Linked DNA regions of Mus musculus: all the other regions are linked to region 2. The links are chromatin contacts, called in public promoter capture Hi-C maps. All regions are on one chromosome and are shown on one strand. Each heading gives the region's core, a stretch centred on a gene start, on an enhancer-like site or on the middle of the called end of the contact. The rest is flanking DNA. Distances are from core to core; before and after follow the strand shown. Region 1 holds the start of Gxylt1 (glucoside xylosyltransferase 1). Region 2 holds the start of Lrrk2 (leucine-rich repeat kinase 2). Region 3 has its middle 20 kb from the start of Mir7648.

Region 1 (2,986 bases), core at 27-2,526, 1.6 Mb after region 2:
TGAAATTAAAGACATGCACCACCACCGCCAGGCTTTTAAATGTGTAGCCCAGGCTGGCCTCGAACTCATGGTCCTCCTGCCTCCGCTCTCCTCGGCAAATCCTACTGGGGGTCTGGGGGTGTAGGTTGTAGGCAGTGGAACCTGAGAGCACACCTATACCCCACATTTCTCTGACTACAATCAAACCATAAACCAAGAGCTCACTATCTCCATGCTAGCTTCTCTTTTACCCGCTTCCCGCTGGAAAAGACCATCAACTCTCAGATGCTACATAGACAACAGCTCAAAGTGGATGTACTCTTTTTACAATTCCTGTCTTCCACTCTCCAATTAGTTGGTCTCAGAACTGCCCAAACACAGGAATCCACCAAGGAGGCAGTGCGAATTAAGTAAACTGCCCAAACAGTTTTCCATTTAAATTTCATGATTCTAACCGTGGCAGTGACTTATGCAAATCCACCAACTCATTATGCTGTGTTATAAATATTCATTTCTTTTTTTTTAAAGTGATTTCTTCATACCTTACTCCTCCCATAGATATAAGCATATTAAGTATCACTCATGTTTCTGAACTTCCTTTACGTTTCCAAAAAAACGAATATTTTCAAAATAAAAATTCACAGCTCGCTTTATGCCACATCCAGATTTCTTTAGCTACGGCTACTGATAAAAAGCTAAGATTTAGGCGGAAAATTTAGACACCTGGGAGGTGGAGGGCTCAACTAGGGCGCCAGCCTGATTCTCAAATTACTCAGCTTCGACTCCATGGAAACAGGAGGGAATCCCACTAGCCGCAGTGTAATTAGGATTTTGTGGGACACCACTTACTTCCAACGAACCTTTCAGAAAGTTGCAAAGCGATTCAATTTCTAACTGGTCTAACACTGAATCTGAAGCCAGCCAGCCAGTGCTCGGTGATGGAGCGGCGCGTCCGGCCCTCCCAGACCTCCACTCCCGGCAATGCGGCTCATACCTGCCCGTCCGGCCCGGGCCCGCGCTGCCCGCGCCTCTCCCCGTGCCGCGTCCACCGTCCGCCAGCCAGGAAACTACCGCGGCCTGCGGCCTGCGGCCCCCGGCAGCTCCTTCCTCCAAGGACACCGCGAGCTGGCTGAAGGCGTACAGCAGCGAGCAGAAGCCGCAGGCCAGGCACAGCCCTACGACCCGCAGGTAGCGCCGCATCCCGGCCCGCGCTGCCGCCACCGCCGCTGCCGCCGTCACCGCCGTCACCGCCGCCGCCGCCGCGCCCGCCCGGGCGAACTACGAAGAATCGCAACGCGCAGCCGCAGCGTGACCAGCCTGGTTCCCGCCCCTCCCCGCTCCGCCCCTCCGCCCGAATCCCCGCCAGGTCCCACTCGGTCCCATGCCGCCCAAGCCCAGCACCCCACACGACACGCCCCTAGCCCTGCCATGCCCCGCCCCGCTCACAGCCCCTCCCACATCCGGCGCAGGCCCCGCCTCTGTTTCAAACCACAGCCCCTGCCTGGTATTGTCCCGCCTCCGGGCCACGCCCCAACGCCCGGCCAAGGCTCCGCCTCCGCAGCGCACCCGGAAGCGGAGCTGAGCGCTGGCGCTCTCCCGGCCTTCACGCCGAGCCTTGAGATGGATGCTGGTTCCTCTTTACAGATTGCCCGGCTCTGAGCTGTGGACAAGTGTAGCGAAAGAAGCAGGGCTGTAGGCCCTTGCCCTAAATCTGCGATTTTTCTTTGCGCAGTTTGTGGCGCTGGGCAACTTGAATTCTCAGGCATCGCTGCGTTGACTAAAAAGAAACCGTGGTTACCGCACTTGCTAACTCTTCCTCGACCCATCCTGCTCCTCACGGACCTCAGCGTCGGGTCTAAAACATCTGTGCTTCGTGGGATGTCGTAAGGCGGCGGTAGTGCAATGGTGCTTTGCTTGCCCATCCACACAAGGCTGGGAAGGCAGCCTTATTAGACGTTGCTGACAAATCATTTGCATACCCAAAGCAAAACTGGTCCTCTCCAAACCCGGCCTCCCTTCCTTCCCGCCACACTCCACGCCTTGAGCTGGGTCACGCTGAAGCCTCGTAGGGACCTAGGGACGGGGAGGAAGGCAGATATTGAGAATGTGCAGCTCGGGGACTTTGGTACGGGAGACCTGTGGACGATTTAACAAAGCTTAAACTCTATGATTATTCTTAGTCCCTTAATAGGCTTTCGTTGACCAATCGTGTCATACCCAACATACTTTTGGCTCAAAACCTTTAAAGCAACCTCATCGAATCAATGGTTTCCACCATTCTGAAAGCTTAAAATGTCATTAGATGAGATCTGACACCTGTCAGTTTTTCCTGTTTGCTATAATCAATCTGATGGTCCAACCGGTATCTGGAAACTGCCTTAACTTCTGACTTTATTCTGTATTGGAACGTGTTATTCCACCCAACCCGAATCCATGTTCCCAGGCAATACACACGCCATTCACATCTGGTGCAAAAGCTCTTATTCCCTTTTGAAGAAGGCTGTTGTACAAAGACAGGATAGCCACCGGGTGTGGACACGCCCCAAAGTGAGTCGCTTGTACCTTCCAGTTAGTATAGCAGAGTATTCCTGAGCGAGGGTGGCCCTCTTAAGAGAAGGAATTCTAGACTGAGCGAGCAATGAAAGCGGCTCTCGTATTCAGGAGACTGAGAAGCGCGATGCCAGGATGAGTCCGCAAGAAAGGACTCGGGGAGTGGTTAAGACTGCAGAGAGGGATAGCAGTTACTCTTGGAAACTCTTGGAAGTTTGAACTTGATCTGCTTGAAGGTTTTTAAGGAAGGAAGGAAGATGATCACATTTGCATGTTAGAGAGCGAGTCTGGTTGGAGTGAAGGCTGGGACAGAGATGAGAGATTGGAGTAAGCGAATCCAGAGCCAAAACTGAGACTTAAACACTTAAAAATCCACTTAAAATGCACACAAGATATACTTGAACACACTTAACCTGCACATGCACCTAAATACATGTAAACAATTAAATGCTTTAGA
Region 2 (3,129 bases), core at 331-2,830:
ACGGGGGAAAAAAGAAAAGAAAATCTGAGGTCCTCATGTCATGAAAGCGCATAGAAGAGGTAATATAGGTCTCATATATGTCATCAGCTGAGAGTTTTGTCATTATGGAAAATTACACACAGAGAGGAGCAATGCCCCAGGAATTCATCTCTTACCTTCCACAATTCCCAGTTCATTTCATGTCTAATTCTTCCCGTTTTGACCCCACCCTTCAATCGTGGGTTACTTGGAAGCAAATCCTAACTATTCTAGCCTTGCAAATATTAGCACTTTACTACCACGCAAAGGTGAAAACCCTTGGCAACAAGAAGCACTCAGTGAGTACCCAAGCTGATGGAAACTTGCTTTCTTGTTCTGCTGAAAGTGCAGAGTGTGGACAAACTTTCAGCCTGACCTTCAGTTGTGTCTTGGCTCTCAACCCGCCTCTCAAACCCCTCCACCTCTTACCCATCCCAAAGACATTTCCTCAGACAGGAAAGAACTCCTCATCCGTTTGTGAATTGTTATCAGAATGTTAACGAACTAGAAGCCAGGAAATAAATTAACTGCTCTAATTCTCCTTCGGGGTAAATAACCTTGAGGTTGGGTCATCTGAGACCATAGAACATCCAAGCCTTGACTACAGCACTGTACCAGAGACTTCTCTTCTTGAAAAACCTTACTACGTGAGCATTTTCTTTTGCTTTCTTCTTGGGATGCAACATCTTCTTCACAGGGATGCTTTAGCACTGTGCCTTGCAGATCTGTCCCCTTCTCCCCCGCCCCCTCCCCTTTCTTCTCCTGCTTCAACTCTTCATTTACCTCTTCTCCTTCCCCCTCCCCCTCTCCCCCTGCTCTCTCCCTCTCTCTTCTTCCTCTACTTCTTCCTCCCTCTCCTTTTCCCTTCCCTTTCTCCCCTCCCCCCATTCCTTCTTTCTAGGTAGGCTCTTATAGCCCAGGCTGGCCTTGAACTTGTATGAAGCAAGGATGGCCTCCGATTTCTTTGGTTCTTGTCTTCACCTCCCAGGTGCTGGAATTAGCAGTTGCCCCGGCTTTCAGAATACCCCTTTTAACTTTAGAGGCCCGGGCAGCAGTACTAATAACTAGTTCAGACCAAGAATGCCGTTTAAAGACTGTTTCTTCCAACCTTAGCTTCACTGACTCTGCTGTGAGTTCCATCCTTGAGAGCTGAATCAGAGCTCCCAGATCCTGCCTGCAAACTCAAAACAGAGAGAGGCCTTTTGGCAACCACAACCAGAGCTCAGGATAACCAACAAGCAAACAACTCCTAAAGCCCATGTAGCTGGCCGATTTTGATTGTTAAACGCTGCATTCTTTGGGGAGCAAATTACTCCTCTCCCTATAGGGGGAACTCTTAAAAGAAACCGCTTTCCTGAAAGGGGCCAACTGGGCGGTGTCCTCCTTTCCCAACGCCCCTTTGCTATTCTTAGTGGCGGGGTGGCGGCTTTCGCTTTTCCCCGGCGGAGTTCCCAGCGGCGCGATGCGGCTGGGCAGGCCGGGCTGAGACTGGGCAGGGGCGGTCGCCGTCACCGTCTGGGCGCGGCTGGGGACCGAGGGCTGGGCCTGCAGCGGAGGCGGCCGAGCAGCTCTGAGAGCAGGAGCCGTCCCAGCTCGCCGCAGTCCCCGCCGGCTGCACCATGGCCAGTGGCGCCTGTCAGGGCTGCGAAGAGGAAGAGGAGGAGGAGGCTCTGAAGAAGTTGATAGTCAGGCTGAATAATGTCCAGGAAGGCAAGCAGATCGAGACGTTGCTTCAGCTCCTGGAGGACATGCTGGTGTTCACCTACTCGGACCGCGGTAATGCCTGCAGCCCCTCCCTCCTCTGCAAACTTTATCCTGCACTTGAGTCTTAATCTTGGGCACCCCACTCCTTTCCTTCAGGGAGGAAGGAGCTGAGATCCCTGGAAGATTGAAAGGATGCCAGGATGCCGTGGTTTGTGACTTTGTTTTCATCCCCCATTTGCCCCCTTCTTTTCCAGCCTCCAAGTTATTTGAAGATAAAAATTTCCACGTGCCTCTGTTGATTGTCCTGGACTCCTACATGAGAGTTGCCAGTGTACAGCAGGTAAGCGGGCCTTCCCATCTGTTCCTGAAGACTGTTCTGTGATAGGCCTTATGTCCCGGGGTCTTGAGATTTGCTTTAAGAGGGGAAATCTTGTCAAATGTTGGCAGAGGAGAAGCACCTTTGACATTATCTGGGTGGTGGTAGCAGCAAAATGAAAACAGGGCTCTTATTGGCAAGGTGAGTCCGTTAACCTTTCAAACTATTCTAAGAATGCTCCTTAATATACAGCGAGTTTCTGGTAGAGCAGTGCAGTGAATATTTCCAGCAAGGGAGGGTAATTAAAAAAACAGTAATAAAACAGTCAAGTCTAGGGTCAGTTTGCTTTTATACTTTTAAATTAGAAGACACATTTCAAGGATTCTTCCTGCAGTGTATATCACCCAGTATCTAAAGAAAGTGATGTTTCCCGAATGCCCCCTCGCCTGCCGTGTTTACATTTCTACTTTGCGGCTGTTATCATACAAAGTGGATACAAAAGTAGAACTTCTGTCTGGATCTGTGTCACAGGAAGTCCAGAAGTAGGCTATGTAATTAACTGTGATTTTAAAGCAGACTCGGATAAGTAAGAATGGCTTTCAGTCAGGACAGAATTACTTCTGAAGGTGCTAACTTCCTTTAGAGGTTTGCGATCTGGGGAACTGAAATCAGTTTTGTCATCCAAATACTGAGAGTTATTTGTCGGGGAACTCTGGAGGCACGGGAAGAATAGAATACTCCTTCATAGTCATTCTAGAGACTAAACTTTTCTTAGTCTCCAAGTTCTCTCTCTCTCTCTCTCTCTCTCTCTCTCTCTCTCTCTCTCTCTCTCTCTCCTCCTCCTCCTCCTCCTCCTCTCCTGCCTCCTCCTCTTTCTCCCTCTGTTCCCACCCTGTCAAGTTCTCACAGTATAACCCAGACTACTTAGAACTTGCCATTTTCCTGCCTCTGGCTCCCCAGTGCTATAATTATAGGTATATGTCACCATACCTGGCTCTAATTTTCTTTTAGAAAAGCATACTTTTATCTGCAGTAAATATTTTTATTTTTCCAATTGTGAAACTTTCCTATCTGACTAGTCATTTTCAGGT
Region 3 (3,344 bases), core at 85-2,584, 1.4 Mb before region 2:
GGGGCATATAAAGTTTGCAAGTCCAATGGGCCTCTCTTTCCAGTGATGGCCGACTAGGCCATCTTTTGATACATATGCAGCTAGATACAAGAGCTCCGGGGTACTGGTTAGTTCATATTGTTGTTCTACCTATAGGGTTGCAGTTCCCTTTAGTTCCTTGGGTACTTTCTCTAGCTCCTCCATTGGGGGCCCTGTGATCCATTCAATAGCTGACTGTGAGCATCCACTTCTGTGTTTGCTAGGCCCCTCTATTGTTTATTAATGCATTGTGTAGATGTTCTGTGTGTCTACAGTATAATTATATGATTTATGTTCAAGGATAAGAATATAGAATTTGATGGTATTGATCTATTTTCTTTCAAGGAATTGATAGTGGTTTTGCTAATAGGTTGTTTATTGATTCTAACCATAGGCTATATTTTTGTAAGCAATTACCTGGAAGAATCTAATTCATATGTAGACCTCGTGGTTGGCAGGGAGTTGCCTTCAGAGTTTATTATCTGACAAGTACACAAAGCCTACTATTTTTTCCTCTTTTGACTATGAAGGGAAAAGCACTGTTGACATCTTTTATTGATTTCCAAAATGAAGCAGAATTTGACATGTCACTGGTTTATAATGCCCCGAGTTATTTTATTACTTTCTCTGACCTTTGGTGATTCCAAAAATCTTAGCTCATTCTTGTGTTGATAGACTATTGCCAATTGTTTTCTTTTGTGGTGTTTCTGACTTATTCTTCTTATTAATTAGCCTGATCATAGAACAATGATGAAGTAAAAAAAAAAACATGCATATCTACCCATGTTCTATAAATACGTGAGTGATTTTGTAAAGAAAAACCTGTGTTAACTTAAGGAGAGGCTGTATTTGGGGCTGGTCATAGACATCCTTGTGCCTGGAGTCTGTGGCATCAGCAAGAATCTGCAAATACTGAGTACTAAATTTTGCTGACTTGAAAGATAACTGATGCCATATGTTATTTTGTTAAGGCTTTCATAGTCTTTAGAATATTGCACTGTATTTTTAATCTCTTATATGTTTTTGCTAAGAAGCAAAGGGGTTGGGTAATGCAGGATCTGCAGTTTTATTATATAAAGAGCAAGGCTTAGAACTAGTTTAAGGAAGTGTTGGTGGCACTGGACACTTGCACAACAAAGATGGCTGTGATTCTGAGGAAGGTTAAAGGGCAAATGCATAGGAGTGGGGAAGTTGTAGAGGATAGAAAACCCTGGCTGGTACAATGGAATGTGCCAGAAACTGAAATATAGACATGAAAGCATAGGAACCTGATCTTAGTCACTGTATCTCCAGGACTCACATGCTCCACAGGAACAGAAGGGGGCTCAGCGCTGCCTGTCTCAGTCCGTGGGTAGACGGAAGTTAGGCCTACGTAACTTCTGCTCATGCTTACCATTTAATTTTAAAATCTTGGCTACTTGTTCTTTCCTCTCGTTTTTAATTAAAAACAAAGAAGAAACCAAAGCAAAGGAGACAAGTTCCTCCAGAAATTTAATAGAATTCAAGAAGTTGTTTGTTTGGTTTTTTTTTTTTTTAAGCACTTTTATGATATGGCTTTTGGGAACTAGTAAGGACACCAGATGCTCCAGAATGTTCCAAGACTATGAAATGAGATTATTGTTCAGGGTCAGGACTGTGGCACCACACCACAATTTACTTTAAAATTAAAATTGCTAGGCGGGATTTAATTTCCTCCTCAGAAGAGCAATAACCTTGTGAATGAATCAGACCCAGCTACTTATGCTTATTGCAAATAACTGTGTCTCCAACACTACAAACTGCTCTTACAGCAAAGCCATATTTGAGAAAGCAAACTAAACAACATACATGCATGCATGCCTGCATACACACACATGCATACACAGACAGACACACACACACACAACCCCAAACCACACAACTATTTTTGCAACATGTAAAGAAACATGGATGGATGTGGGTTGCAGTGGAGTAGTTGGAGTAGCAAGAATGACTGCAAAGCGGGGCAGGGGACATGGTGCAGATATTTTAATAAGTGTCATTCTGTGAATGATCGTGTGACTTATTGCCTATACAATGAATGAATGATTGAATGAATGAATGAATGAATGAATGCATTGTAAAAGTACCCAGTATTCAACCTCCCTGCCACTTAACCCTCTGTTTATTCCCACTACATGCCGACTTGCCAAGATGCCTTTTAGAAGCTTGTTGGGGTGGTAGCGGAGAAACTCTTAGGGCCCAGGGTAAAAGCGTCTGTTTGCTGTGTCACTTTCTAGCCCTAGTAAATTGGAATTTGAGCCAACAATGTAAACATTCATAAGCAATACCTGAGGGTGTTATCTTTTTTTCCTTGAAGAGTAAAGACCCTGTATGTGGTCTATGAAACGGCTAATTGCTCAAAGGAGGAGCCTGTGCAGGAGGCTGGCGCTCCTAGAGCCTTTCAGATGCCAACAGAAGTAAAATTTGTTATGGATCATCTAACAAGAAGGTGGTCTAAGAGTCTGATGTGCTGAGCACTCCTGTTTCAGTTCCATCTAAGCAGCTGAAGCAGCCAGGCATCCAGGCCGTAGCTAGCAAGCATCACAATACTTCACTTTAGTTTGAGTGTTTGACAGCCAAAAGCAGCATGTCTGCCTGATACGCCTACAATCTCCTCCTGTCAATCACGGCTGTGAACCATCCCACGATGCTAAGGCGTCTCACGAGTTAATGCCATGCCCTTGTGTCAAGTCTTAGATTTTTCAGAATCTTTTCACTTCTTTTATCGTATGGATTCATGAAAGCTTGAGGGACGGAGGAGACTGCGAATGTCATGACTCCCGTGTAACAGCCAAGCTGAAACCATCATTCAACTTCGCTGCCTCAGAATCCAGCGTCTAATTCTATTACACAGCACCCGGCCGGGAGCCTCTATCATTTCACTCTTACTATGTTGTTCTTGGTCAGTTTTTATTTGTTTCATGCTTTGTGAACTAAGGGAGACATTAATCAAAATTTATCCTTATACTTATGGCATAAAAACTTACACAAAATATAATGATATCTTAGTTTGGTTGATACAATCAAAACCTGCCACGATGCAAAAATATTTTTGTTTGCTTGTCTTTATTTTTGTGTATTTACTTTTGTGCCATACAGTTCATCTTCATATTCCTTGTTCTGCATCCTGGAAATTAAATATAAACAGAAAAACTAGAGATTTCAACTGAGACTTTATGAGATTTGTGACAAGTTGGAATCTAAAGATGTTTTTCTTTGAGTGTATGCTTTCCCAGTGATGCATACTAACGAAGGCTCTGCCAAAGGTCTGATGAGAAAAAGTTTCAAATACTATGTCAAGTTTT

What was found. Promoter capture Hi-C pulls out the DNA fragments that hold promoters and counts their contacts.
Region 1: a contact with region 2 is called in a promoter capture Hi-C map of pre-B cells, with 4 times the contacts expected there. The contact joins the promoter of Gxylt1 here to the promoter of Lrrk2 in region 2. A contact is called at or near these places in 4 of 39 promoter capture datasets (the C10 cell line, neutrophils and pre-B cells) and 2 of 115 datasets of contacts at active chromatin or transcription factors (the 230-238 cell line and large pre-B cells).
Region 3: a promoter capture Hi-C map of hippocampal neurons shows a contact between it and region 2, with 4 times the contacts expected there. The contact joins the enhancer-like site here to the promoter of Lrrk2 in region 2. A contact is called at or near these places in 10 of 39 promoter capture datasets (the SN4741 cell line, cranial neural crest, embryonic stem cells and 5 more).

Annotation. Positions count from the first base shown.
Region 1 is chr15:93,273,903-93,276,888 of GRCm38.p6, forward strand. Gxylt1 (glucoside xylosyltransferase 1) reads right to left here and starts at 1,277. Exons shown (of 7, transcript NM_001357006.1): 1 at 974-1,277. The coding sequence starts at 1,179.
Region 2 is chr15:91,671,644-91,674,772 of GRCm38.p6, forward strand. Lrrk2 (leucine-rich repeat kinase 2) reads left to right here and starts at 1,581. Exons shown (of 51, transcript NM_025730.3): 1 at 1,581-1,794; 2 at 1,977-2,062. The coding sequence starts at 1,638.
Region 3 is chr15:90,242,942-90,246,285 of GRCm38.p6, forward strand. No RefSeq gene overlaps it. Among named protein-coding and RNA genes, the nearest start is that of Mir7648, 20 kb to the left of the region's middle. Within about 2 kb of position 1,335, at least 5 of the 459 cell types and tissues checked have an H3K27ac peak or open chromatin away from gene starts, as enhancers often do. A contact at or near this core is called in hippocampal neurons, where this site is marked.